Regions from separate parts of the Gossypium hirsutum genome. Here region 1 is linked to region 2. Evidence: chromatin contacts called from public Hi-C data. All regions are on one chromosome and are shown on one strand. Each heading gives the region's core, a stretch centred on a gene start, on an enhancer-like site or on the middle of the called end of the contact. The rest is flanking DNA. Distances are from core to core; before and after follow the strand shown. Region 1 holds the start of LOC107929673 (cationic amino acid transporter 9, chloroplastic). Region 2 has its middle 14 kb from the start of LOC121205254.

The links. A called contact is a pair of places that touch in the nucleus more often than the background predicts.
Region 1: a Hi-C map of anther shows a contact between it and region 2, with 5 times the contacts expected there. The contact joins the promoter of LOC107929673 here to the enhancer-like site in region 2. A contact is called at or near these places in 6 of 34 Hi-C or Micro-C datasets (anther, hypocotyl and leaf).

What each region holds. Positions count from the first base shown.
Region 1 is chrA08:106,463,298-106,470,100 of Gossypium_hirsutum_v2.1, reverse strand. It overlaps LOC107929673 (cationic amino acid transporter 9, chloroplastic), which reads left to right and starts at 3,804. Exons shown (of 8, transcript XM_016861165.2): 1 at 3,804-4,144; 2 at 4,239-4,651; 3 at 4,880-5,056; 4 at 5,213-5,437; 5 at 5,620-5,796; 6 at 6,250-6,486; 7 at 6,720-6,803. The coding sequence starts at 3,901.
Region 2 is chrA08:106,319,130-106,325,917 of Gossypium_hirsutum_v2.1, reverse strand. It overlaps the pseudogene LOC107929640. Among protein-coding and RNA genes, the nearest start is that of LOC121205254, 14 kb to the left of the region's middle. Within about 2 kb of position 1,412, at least 5 of the 9 cell types and tissues checked have an H3K27ac peak or open chromatin away from gene starts, as enhancers often do. A contact at or near this core is called in hypocotyl, where this site is marked.

The DNA.
Region 1 (6,803 bases), core at 2,555-5,054, 140 kb before region 2:
ATATTTATGAATCCTTACCTTCGTGTGCAAATTGAATTATTTTCGGAGTATGACCCTTATGGTAATTTGTAGTTTTTTCATTATTTACATGCGACTTACTAAGCTTTATGCTTACCCTTTTCCTTTCTATTTTCTTATAGTGCCACCAAAGTAGCTCGTGGATCATTGCCTTACGTTGGAAAAGCCAGTCACACTATCCCTGAAACATTTGGTATAACTAGTTTTATCATTTTGATTATGGCATGTATAGGAACTAGTCTTTTTGTAATGGTCACAAAGTTTTGGGCCAAACGAGTGTATTGTCATAGCTATTGAGTCATTTTGTATAATTCCATAGTGGCTAATATTGGTTATTGATAAATGCAAATGATGATATTTATTTGGGAATAAGTAAAGTGAATGGTTTTGCATGTTGTTGAGTTGTTTGTGAATAAGTAGAGTGACCCTAATGTGTAGAATGTTTGGTTGGGGGCTGATTTAGCCATGTGGTTGTGTATGAAATTGGGTTGTCTTGATGTGGTATAAATTAATGCAAGTAAGGGTTGCAAAAAGTCTTGGTAGATAGCCTTATTTTTTGTCCACACGGGTAGACACACGGGCGTGTGTCTAGGCCGTGTGCGACACACGATCAGCCCTATGGGCATATTGTCTGCCCGTGTGTCCCCTGCACCTCAAATTTGCAAGTCAGTATGCATGGTAGTAAACACACGGACAAAGACACAGCCGTGTGTCTCAATCGTGTGGAGGACACGGCCTCTGCCACGGGCGTGTACCTTGGCTATGTGCCCCTAATTTGTTGCTGACGTCAAAAATAGAATGTCAAGGTTTTTACAAACGAGCGTGTCATGGCCGTGTGATGGACATGGGCTATAGACACAGGCGTGTGAAAACCCTTGTAGGTTTGAATTAGAAAATAAATCCGCATGGGTAAGGGATACGGGTGTGTCCCTATTTTGCTTAGGCCGTGTGAGTCACACAGGCCTTCAACACGGTCGTATCAAACTGACCATACGGCGTGTGCCCCTATTTCAAGTAGTATTTTTCAAAGTTTCCAAAAATGTTGAGACTATCCCCGAACCGTTTTCATAGTGTGATTTGGGAATCATAGGCCAATGTCAAGGTCTTATAGACAATTATTGAAAAGTTTTAAATTTGATCGAGTTTTTATGATTTGGTTATGCTGATGTGCTTGTGTTTAAGTCGAGAAATGCCTCGTACCCCATCCCGGCCTCGGACTCGAGTAAGGGGTGTTACAATTATTTAATAAATATTAATTTTATGCTAAAAAAATGAATTCCACATATGAATAAATTAGATAGTCCGTGGGGTAATAAAAAAAAAACCTCTCCACCTCACTTGAGACCTAATACCTAGTAATATATATGGTTAGATAAATAAATATTTGATGTTAATGTTGAAATAAATTTATAAATCCTAATTATTATAATTCATTAATAGTAATTGCATCATCAATTATAATTTATAAACCATAACTAATATAATGATAAATATTTTTTTAAAATATAATCATTTTAATTTTAATCTATTATATATTTTTTAAATATTTTATTTTATTTTCTATACTAAATAATACATGGAAAGAAAATTACTTATTCTTTCTATTTTTTTCACTTTCCTATCAAATACACCTATAAAAAAAATTATATATATATATATATATATTTTTGTACCATTTCAATTTTCTTTTTCACTCTACTAAGTAATACTAAGTCTAACGTGAAAGGTGTTGGAGTTTATATTGTTGCAGACTCAATGGTCAAACGGAGTCTAAATACAAATAGCAGAATCCTTACTGAGGAAGACCTCAGTTGAGAGTGCTAATGGCTAATGTCATAAAGCTGGCCTCTCTTCTCAATGTTATTGTTTTGGGTCTCTTTATTTTCATTGTATAGGGCATATGCCCTTATTCAATTTAAATCACCCATTGAAAATATATACGCAATATAATTAGGTAAAAGTATTATTAACCTATATTAAAAATTGAATTGCATTTATCGATTGAGTCTTAATTCCATTGGCATTGATATTATTATCAATGCAGAAGGACGTAAGTTTAAGTGTGTTGAATTGTATTATCCTCCTATTTAGAGATTAGGGAAAGACTATATGTAGTTTTAGGTATTGTATTAAAAAGAATAAATATGATAAAAATTTATAATGAGATTAATGTATTTTGTACTTTTCACTTAAAACGTAGATAAATTAGTCTCTGCACGTTAAATAAATCAATAAATTGATCATTTTATTAAAAATTCATCCAATTATACAATTAAATGTTGACATAGCAACATTTAAAAAAAATTACAAGAAATACTAAAAGTAAACAAACTTTTTATAATTGTTTAAAAAAAACTACATCTATGATGAACCTAAACAAATAAATATAAAAATTATTAAAAATATGTAAAAAATTATCAATAATATAAGAAATTATTAAAATTATTAAAAATAATGAAAACTTATACTTTATAATAATTATACAAATTATTTAAGAAACTACTCTAATAAACCTGGACAATTGTTTGTCAGATTTATTTTGAATATTTTTCTAATATATTCTTAATATTTTTTATAATTTTATAATTATTTAAAAAATCACATGGACATGAGTTGTCAAATAATTGTTTAAAAATTTATCTATATATATATATTTTACTTTTAAATATTTATTGATATGGCGAAATATTACATCAATATGAAAATATGTGGCATGTCACGTGTTGTTTTACTTATTGCTTCATTAACTACATTATCATTTATTGATAAAATGAATAAAATTTTTAATAAAAGAAATAATTTATTGTTTGTTTTAAATTATATAAACTATATTTGATTCCTAATAAATAATTAAAATAGTGTTTATCTGATTTACATGGTTCAACCGTCTCATAATATTTGTTTTCTGAAAACAAAACTTACGAATAGGATTCCTATCTTAATTTAGTGAAAAAGAATATCACCATATTAAACCAGTGGAGCATTATTTTTCTAGAAATTTTATCACATATAAATGCGTGTGAAAATAATATATTTAAAATATATACGTATTTATATATAATAAGCAATAAAACATATAGTTTAAAATTGATTAATTATAATTATACATAAAATATATATGATATTGAAATAAAAATTTATATTAAATTATGAGTAAAACGAAATTTAAATACATAAATATAGAAAACAAAATTTAATCATAATACTAAATGCATTACAATTATTTATCATGATTTTGTCATCAATTGTGAATTAGTATTGAGTTGACTTTTAACACCAACACAATTAATAACATTGTTAATATATACAATTGGTGGAGATGATAAATTGTGGATATTAAAATAAAAATGGATAAAATATATTAAAATGTAACTTTGATTGAATGATAAATTGAATATTTTACTAATTCAATTAGTACGAGTTCAAATCTTATTATAGACATATATTTATTGATTTTTATTATAATATAAAGACTAAAATACAATTAAATAATATAACTTATTTTAATTATGAAATGATATTTTTATAAATTTTCTAATTAAATTAATGTCCGATGACTTGTAACACCAAATAAGTTTATTAAAAATTAAATAAAATATTAACTCCCTTATTCTTAAACTAATTATTTTTAACGATATCCTGCAGTGATTTTCGTTTTTTGTTAATTAAGAAAATGGAAAGAAAAAGAAAGAAAAAAAGATTCCGATTTTTAAAAAAAGGGGGAATATCTTGATTGTTTTCCGAGAAGAAATATATGAGCAAAAATGTATGGCTAATTTCGAGCCGCTATATCCATACCTAACCCCGTTGAATTTTCAGACACTATAAATAAGATGAATGCCAGCGTGACACAAACTACTGGCATCCTTCTTTCGCACCTTTATGGCCTCAACCATGGATGATAGCCGTCACAAAGACGCCACCTCCTCATCTACTTGTTTCTCTCACTTTTGCTCTTCAGCTCTTAGAGCCAAGACCCTCAAGTCATCCTCCTCCACTAACAATTCTAGCGATGGCCTTATCCGCCGTCTCGGCGTCTTCGATCTCATCCTACTCGGCGTCGGCGCCTCTATCGGTGCCGGCATATTCGTTGTCACCGGAACCGTCGCTCGTGATGCCGGTCCAGGTCCGCTCCAATTCTTTACTTTTTGGTTCTATTGGATCGCAGATATCGTTTCTGCTTTAGATTTTGTTGCGATTTTCTGAATCTGTTTTTGCAGGAGTGACTATTAGTTTCATACTCGCGGGAGCATCGTGTGTGTTGAACGCGTTGTGCTACGCGGAGTTAGCTTCACGGTTTCCCGCCGTAGTCGGAGGCGCGTACTTGTACGCGTACACGGCCTTCAATGAAATTACGGCTTTCCTTGTATTCATGCAATTAATGTTGGATTATCATATCGGAGCAGCTAGTATTGCCCGTAGCTTAGCTAGCTACGTGGCTACCATTTTCGAGCTCATCCCTGCTTTGAAAGGAAACATACCTCCCTGGGTTGGTCATGGTGGTCAAGAATTCTTTGGAGGAACTTTGTCTATCAATATCCTGGCTCCGATTCTTCTTGCCGTGTTGACTGTTATCCTCTGTCTTGGTGTTGGAGAATCTTCTGCTGTTAATTCTTTCATGACTGCAGCCAAGGTACCCTCCTTTCAGGACTTCGTTTGTTTTCTATATTCTGATTATACCCGTTTTTCCTTTTTCTGAGAGTAAAAAAGGACAAAGATTGTACTCGGATACAAAAATCAACAAGATTTGTGAATAATTAAAAGTTAACATTTGGCCTTTGGTGAAAGGAAGAAACAGAGGGGGAGGAAAAAAGTGAAATGGGAGTGATTGTAACTGATTTCCGCATTAACTGTGTTGCAGGTTGTCATCGTTATTTTTGTCATTATTGTTGGATCTTTCAAAGTTGATGTAGATAATTGGTCTCCTTTTGCTCCCAATGGTGTTAAACATATATTTACGGGAGCAACCGTAGTATTCTTTGCATATGTTGGATTTGACGCGGTTGCTAATTCTGCTGAAGAATCAAAGAGACCTCAGGTAATCTTATTTTGAAAGCAACTCAATGTCTTGTCATTCAAAGTATTGTAATTTATGTTACTATGCTTTATCTTGTATTGTATTGTTTTATAGTGTCTGCATGTTATTTGTAGTTTCATTCTTTATATCTTCTCTGTTTTAATTTTGATATTTCAGCGTGATTTGCCAATCGGAATTTTGGGAAGTCTGCTTGTATGTGTTATTTTATACGTTGGTGTTTGCTTAGTGCTCACCGGGATGGTACCTTACAACCTCCTTGGCGAGGATGCTCCTTTATCTGAAGCGTTTACATCCAAGGGTTTGAAATATGTTTCTATTTTGATCAGTATTGGAGCTGTTGCTGGGCTTACAACAACCCTTCTAGTTGGTCTATATGTCCAGGTGAAATTTCAATGGTTTCTGTTATGTGGTTATGTCCTTATTGAGTGGCATGTTCCCAGTGCACGTGATGAAATGCTTTGTCTGAGCAGCTGTTGGTCTTTATGTCAAATTTCTATGTATTTGTTATATCCTTATTGAGTAACATGTTTCCAGTTTACATGATGGAGTGTTTCTCTGAGCAGTCTCGCTTATATCTTGGGCTTGGAAGGGACGGTTTACTGCCTTCGATATTTGCTAAAGTGCATCCGATACGCCACACACCTATTCATTCTCAAATCTGGGTCGGTATCATTGCTGCTGTTTTGGGAGGGCTGTTTAACGTGCATATACTATCACACATTCTTTCAGTTGGCTCACTGGTAGGCCATTTCTTTTCCTTTTTCTGTGAAGTCTTTGCTCTATATTTGCTTAATCATATATGGTTATCAAGTTATCACAGTTTTAGATCTGGAACTACTACTGATTGGACAGTTAGTAACCAAAAACAAGTATCTACAAGGGGTAACCTACTTCAGCATATTGTGCATTTCCTAGTATCATCTGTAGGTCATCGAAGTAGTCTATTTTCAGCTTCAGATGAAAGCAGATCAGTATCTGCAGAACTTTTATTTGCTAATAACTTTTAACCATAGAGTGTATACTCTGGCTTCTGTCAACATCCTGTAATGTGTAGAAGTGCATGTATTGGATGGTCATGAGTTCAAAGGAAAGTACCTGCATAAATTAAGTTGATGTTTTGAAGGAACAAATGCATTTAGATGTGTATAATTGCGAATGACATGCACCTCACTTTATACTTTGATTTGTTTCAGACAGGCTATTCTGTTGTTGCAGCCTGTGTTGTAACGCTTCGCTGGAAAAATAACACCGGAAATCGAGTTTCTTCAAAGTGCATCTCAACCTGGTGTGAAGGTGTCCTATGTATTTTCCTAGTGGCATGCTGTGGTTTTGCTGCTGGAGTTCTTTATCGTTTTGGCACTCACTTTATTTTTATGATTGTTGCGGTGGTTATAGCCATAATGGCTTGTGCTGCTCTTTGTTTCCGTCAGGTGAATGAATTTATCTATACATAAATTTGATTTCTACTTTTCCTTTCCAATGCCAGGAAAAAGGGAGTGTTTATTGATATACATATGGTGTTAATGGTGTTCAATGTTAAGATTGATTGCGCTTTTGGCTATTTACAGCGCACATGCTGGCTTTCTGCTTGGTTTAACATGACCAGCTGAATTGGTAAACCTCTTAATATGATTTTTTGAACCCATTAATGCACTCTTCTCAGGCTTATTCAGATCCTCCAGGGTTTTCTTGTCCATGGGTTCCGATTGTGCCATCTGTTTGCATCTTTTTCAACATATACCTGTTT
Region 2 (6,788 bases), core at 163-2,662:
AGGTTGGAAAGGTAGCCTAAAAATTAATGTTACCTGTGGGAGCTCAAATTCACTCAATTTTTCATGTTTCCCAATTGAAGAAACATATTGGTTTCGCAACTAGTAATCGTAACTTACCTCTTGTAGGTTCAGGTGGTTCTATTTTGAAGGAGCCAGTCAGAACTTTTGAGAGAAGGATGACTAAGAGGGGCAATCAAGCTACTAGTGAGGTGCTTGTGGAATGGGCAGACACATATCCAAAAGACTCTACCTAGGAAACTTGGAGTACTTTCCAGCAATAGTACCATACTTTTGATCCTTGAGGATAAGAATCAACTCTACGGAGGAACTACTTGTTATGGAAAGAAGAAAGTAATGGTGTTTGAGACAATAGCAAGTTACTGCAAATGTTTGAATTTCTATTATTTTAGTTAGTTTAATTGTTATGTAAAAATGTTGTGTTTTATCTTTGTTTTAATTGTAATAAGACAGGGTCACGTCATTAAAAAGCATTACTCACACTAAAAAGCATTACTCACACTAGTCATTTAATGAAACTATTCGTTTTGGGGACACCTAGACTGTTAGTTGCCAGGTGGTTTTTGGGGTCCATTACTCACACTAAAAAGCAGAAGCAAAGGCTGAAATATGGTTATGAAATTGGAAAACAAATTTCTCATTCTCTCTTCCTCCTTTCTCCCTGTATTTTCTCCCTTTCTTCATCTTCACTGCTAGATCGTTATTTTTCTCTCGCAACAGAAAGTTAAAAAAGAAAATGGGAAAATTTCAATAGAGTAGTTAGCTAAAAAGAAAATCTGGGAATGAGAGAGGGCATGCTTAGAATGAGGACCCCACAGGCATGTGGCCTCATGTGTTCCATCGTGATGAACAGTAACCAATGAAAAAGCGTATCCCCCGTTCTTGCTTTTGTCATATCCCCTCTCCCTTAATACCTTCTTCTAATAATGATTAGTGAGTTTAATTAAAGATTACAGAAATAAATAAAGAAAATTTGGGATTTGTTAAGCACTCTTCATATGTGTTAGTTTGCTTTAGATCAGATGTCCTATTCCTTTATAAAAACAACCCACGTGTTTACTTTCTATGGCTGCTTTGCAATCTGTTGGTCAATCTGTTCATTGCTGTTAAGTATATATATTGCAAGATCTTCCATTGGCTAATTTTATTTTATTAATCCAATTAAGGGTGTTCAATGAACGGAGATGAAAACACAAGTGGCCCTTTGAAAATAAACAAATGAATTGATAGGTGATGTATGAAACTGGTGAGAATCCTATCAGGTTTATATGCGACATGATTAGAGCTTGGAAGATGACAATTAATTTATGTTTTTTCTTTTCTTTGATCGAACCAGTTCCATCAAAGAACAGGAAAAAGAAAGGAGAAGAAAACATGCATGTGAAATTCAATGGACTGTGAGTGGGGTATTTGAAACGAGGTTCATGTGAAAAACAGTGTATGGGTGTATATATGATCGGTTAAAGACCAAAACTGGTTTTTCAAAGTGTTTTTCTGCATATGGGAAAAAGTAGAGAATTGTTATAATCAACATACCATTAGGTAGAGATACCCGGAATGCAAAGCCTGAATTTTCACTAGAGGTAAAAATTGACAGTACAACCAAGATCATCTCCAATTCCAGTACATTTTATTTAATTTTCCACATGGGAAACAAATTAGATGAACTGTAATGGCTTTTATATATATATATGCCATGGACCCCAGTCTTCTTTATTTCTTTCTTTCCTTACATGATTATGTTTTTTTTAAAGACCAGAATTCATGGAATTAGGCAGCATATAATCCCCTCTAGACCACTATGTATATGCCATTCATTTTGATATATTCTTTCTTTACTTGCAACTAGGCCTGTAATCTGTCATGGAATTTGGAAGAGATATCAACATCGAGAATGATGCTTCTCATTGTCATAACGACTTGCTTAGCTCTTATTCCATCGTCTCTTACACCGCCACTCCCACATCTTCCACTTGTTCTTCCTCCTCGACTTCGGGTTGTCATCCAAACGGTGTAGCTGAAAAAGATTGAAGAAAGGTGGAGATATGGAGAATGATGATAATGAGAACAAGAAGAGACAAAGGAGTACTTGTGGTAATAACGATAGTAAGCATGGGACGTTCCGAGGAGTGCGTATGCGAAGTTGGGGCAAATGGGTGTCTGAAATTCGAGAACCGAGGAAGAAATCGAGAATATGGCTCGGAACATACCCCACAGCTGAAATGGCTGCTCGAGCTCATGATGTAGCGGCACTTGCCATTAAAGGTCCCTCGGCTTACCTTAATTTCCCTGAAATCGCAAAGCAACTCCCACGCCCTGCTACTACGTCTCCCAAAGACATCCAAGCAGCGGCTTCTCAAGCGGCTGCCTCGACATTCCTCGACACAAGGCAATGCAACGTCGAGAACGAAGCTGGAGTAAGCCATGAAGAACTTCACAATACACAAGAATCATCAAGTTCACCCTCCATTGATGACGACGACACCTTGTTCGATCTGCCCGATCTAATTATCGATACTGCGGACCGAAACGATGGATTCTGCTCTTATTCTTCATCGGCATGGCAAATATGTGCAGTCGATGCTGGGTTCCGGATCGAGGAGCCGTTCTCCTGGGATTACTACTAGCAAACACACATATCATTTCACTACGTGTAATCTTTTTCATGGTCAATACCCTCTAACTTTGAAAATTATTCATCTCCTCTCATACAAATAATATTCCAATGCATTTCCTTCATCACAAGGAAAGCTGGCTCTTGAATCGTGAATCTCGTGGTTTCTTTTCCACTTTAATCCATTGGGATAATTAAAAATGAAATCTCCACCGTAAAATATTAATATAAGGGCGAGTTATTCATTGCGAGTGTAATTCTTCAACGCCACTTTTCTTTTGTTTTCTGGTATTATTTGTTTAGCAAAAACGAGAAATTATACTTTTTCGAACTTTACTGCAATCAACTTTAAAGCTAGCTAGGATGAGAATCCATGCAGCTTTGTCTCCTCTATTTTGCAATGGAACTTTCGATTCAATTGACTATAAAGTCCAGTTTTGAAACCATTTATTGTTGGTAAATGCTCTTTAGATAAAAAAAGTTTTTTTTTTTTAATCGGGAATTAGTGTTTTGTTACCATTATTTGTCCAGGAAAAGGGACCAAAGGGAGAGATTCCCAAGTTGTGATTAACTCGACAGCATAATCTAATCTAACTAAAGTTCAAAAAAAAGCCCTCCATTTTATTAATTTGGCAATAATATGCTTAGTGGAAAATGACATCGGCCCTTTATATATATTATTACAAAATTAGCGTTGGCATTGGCCACGGGTTTCACAACAGACGAAGTGTATGGTAAACCAAGTCATAAATTAATAGACCCACCAAGTACCTAATCATTTGGGTTAATTTTTTTTTTTTTTTGTCTTTAGGAAGAATTATTGGGAATTGGGTTTCCATTTTCCTTGATTGTATATGTCACTACAACTTGTAATCCTTCAAAACAAAATAATACGTAAGGAACTAGAAGACAAGAATAAACAAGATAATCAGTTATGAACAAAAAAGAAGTTTAATCTGCTAGGAATCTTACGACTACCGAGGAAGAATTTTTAATATTAATCATTTTTTAATGGAATTAAGATAATATTTAATTATCTCATATTTTTATATTTGATATTTAGTCTTAGAATTTAATCTTTTTAAATAAAAATATTACCCTATCGAATTTAACATAAAATGTCAACGATGTTAATAATTGAACTTAATTTTTAAAATTAAAAAAAAAGTGAATAAAAGTTGATAGACTAAATTTAACATATATAAAAATTATAATGACTTAAAAGCATATTTTAGCCTTTTTATAATTGATAAGAAAACAAGTAGATATAATAAAAAGATAAAAATTAAATATATAAAAAATGAGAGACCACCCTTTTAATCTTGCTTCTATTGTTTGGCCAATAGAGAGTCTTGCAGAACATGTTACAACTTCTCTAATATTCCTTGATTTAAATACCCCGATCAAAGACAAAAAGAAAAAAAAAAAAGAATAGCTAATCCCTAACGAACCAAAGGATAACTCAACTTCAGCTTATTCCTCTATTTTCATCTTATTCTTCATTTTTAAATTATTTTTTTTAGCTACTCACATATTTAAGTATTGGAGAGTGTTTTAGAGCAAAAACTCTTCTTATAAAATTCTCAAACATCCAACTTCAACTTTTAAATTCAGTCATCCCAAAAAATAAATAATAAATATAAGAATAAAACAATAAGTAAATTATTAAGAATGGAAACGTAAGGATCATTTTAGCAAATGTTTTGGTTTCTAATTAGTGTAAATTACTGATTCGAAAGCGACACTGAAAATGTTGTTGATGAGAATCTTAAACACAATAATTGGAGGTAAGTTTCTAATTTTAATTGAGTTGTTGGGAATAAGGAAAAAAACAAAAAGCTTCATCAGTGACAGTTATGATCCAGTAAAAGCTCCTATTTTCACCTCTTTTAAGTGGCATGCACATGTAGGGACAATTTGAGCGTTACGGTTTCATTAATTGTCTGTCAAATCTAGGCAATGTGCAATTTTTTAACAGCTAATCATTTTCATCTTCATCTAAATTAAAACAAACTCAGTGCTACACTACCTTTTAACAAAATGGTATTAAATAAAAGACTCATAATTAAATATGAAACAAGTGTTTAAATTAGGTTAACAATTATTTTTTGACTGCCTTTGAATGAGAGTTTTAAGTTTCATCATTTAAAATGTTATTTGGATATATAACTTTTTAATAAATAGGTTATAAGAATTTCACTAATTAAAAAATAAATACATTAAAAATGGATATCATTAGATTTGTAAACAATTATAAATATTTTTAAATATATATAGTAGATTAAATAAAAATGATTTTTCAAGTTTAATTTTTTTTTATCTTATAATGAGACTATGTGTATTAAATGAAATAAAATTATGAGAAATTTTGAAAAATCACCTGTTTAGATGGAATTTGAAAGAGAAAATTGAACTACTAAGGCTCCATTTGATTTTAGGAAATAAAAGCCATTTTCATTTTCATTTTCATTTTCTTGGAAAATGGAAAGCACTAAAGAAAATGTATTTGATAGAAAATTCTAAAAATGATTTTATTGAAAATGAAAATGAAAATGAATATATGTGAAAATTAGAAAAGAATAAAAAATTTTCATTATTTTCACTTAAAATGTTTTGTAAAAGTGAAAATGATGAAAATAATAGTTTTTAACTTTAAATGAATTGACTCTTGTGCAAACTCATATAAATTCAAAAATATTATTTTTAACATCTTTTCAAATATTAAATTTGGTATCTTAGTTCGAATCCATATAAATGTAATTATTATTTTTATTTTATTTTCATTTTCTATTACAGAAAAAAAGTTATCAACACGAATTTTTAGTTCTACTTACTAAAGTTTTTCAATTTTTTTTAAAATATAAAAAATATTTTGTAAAAAAGAACAAGGAAAATGGAAATAGAAAATATTTTCTGAAAGCTAGCGGAGCCTAAAATTCTTTCTTGAAATTACTCACAAATTTTGAAATTCTTCAGTATTTTCGCCTAAACAAGTAATTTTCTTTTTATAATTTTGAAAACATTGATACTAAGGAAATCCCTCCGTCAAATCTCTCGTCCAAACACACCCTTAAATATTTTATTATTAAATAGATGTCCATCAATATTAAGATAAGTTTGATGTACTTAGGACTCTAATGTCCATTTGAAGTAGAGTTTTATATCATGTATACTTCTTACGTCTATAAATATAGACTTTGGAAAAACTTTATAAACATTCCAATTGATAAATAAAACAAGTATTCTCTTTTGCTCTCTAATTTATTTGTTCTTTATTCTCTTTTATCTTTATTTCCTAACACATTATCAACACGAAAATTCTCTATTTTATGTTCTCCTAAATCTGAATTTCTCGTTTTGACTACCTGTCTGTTTGCACCATAGTTTCATTAATTTAGTATACATACAATTCAGCTAGCTTTTCAAGGGAGTAACCTAATCTAACTGGAATAAAATGAGCTAATTTTATTAGTCTAACAATAATAACCCAAATTGACTCTCCCTTTCCCAGCATCAAAGATAGTCCAAATACAGAATCCATCATGACTCGTCTTCATATCCAATTAGAAATCAAAACAAACTATAATAACCTAAATAGAACTTTATATCTAGCTTTGACTTGTTAACATACCAAACATTTCAGTACAAACTCTGAAATTTCACATTTTATTTCCGGGCATCAGTAACTCTGTCACAAGTCATTACATATTTGTTGCTGCCAGGTTTAAATCAAATAAATGCTGCTAGGAACCTCATGTAAGATGTCTTGTAAAATCTTAAAATTGCCCAAAGTTTCAAAAATATAAACTATCATCATAATCCATACTGAAATTAGTGATCTGATCATTCTGAATTTGTTCTCGTTTAGCTAACAAATTTCTTTATTTTCTTTGCATTTCACCAATTCTCTGAAGAATTAATGGTTTAACTCTCAACTCTATAGTAATCAAACCAGCATGATTCAAGGTCATTTGAGTGAAGCATTGCTGTAAACAATTAACTCATTCCTAGAATTAGGCTGAATCTTTACTGGAGCTTCTATCAATAAAGTTTTCAGCTAATTTAAACTCTACTGGCACTTATCTGATCAAACAACTTCAACGTTCCTAAAATAGCTTCGTCATTGGCAATACAATTATCAAGAAATTCTTATTGA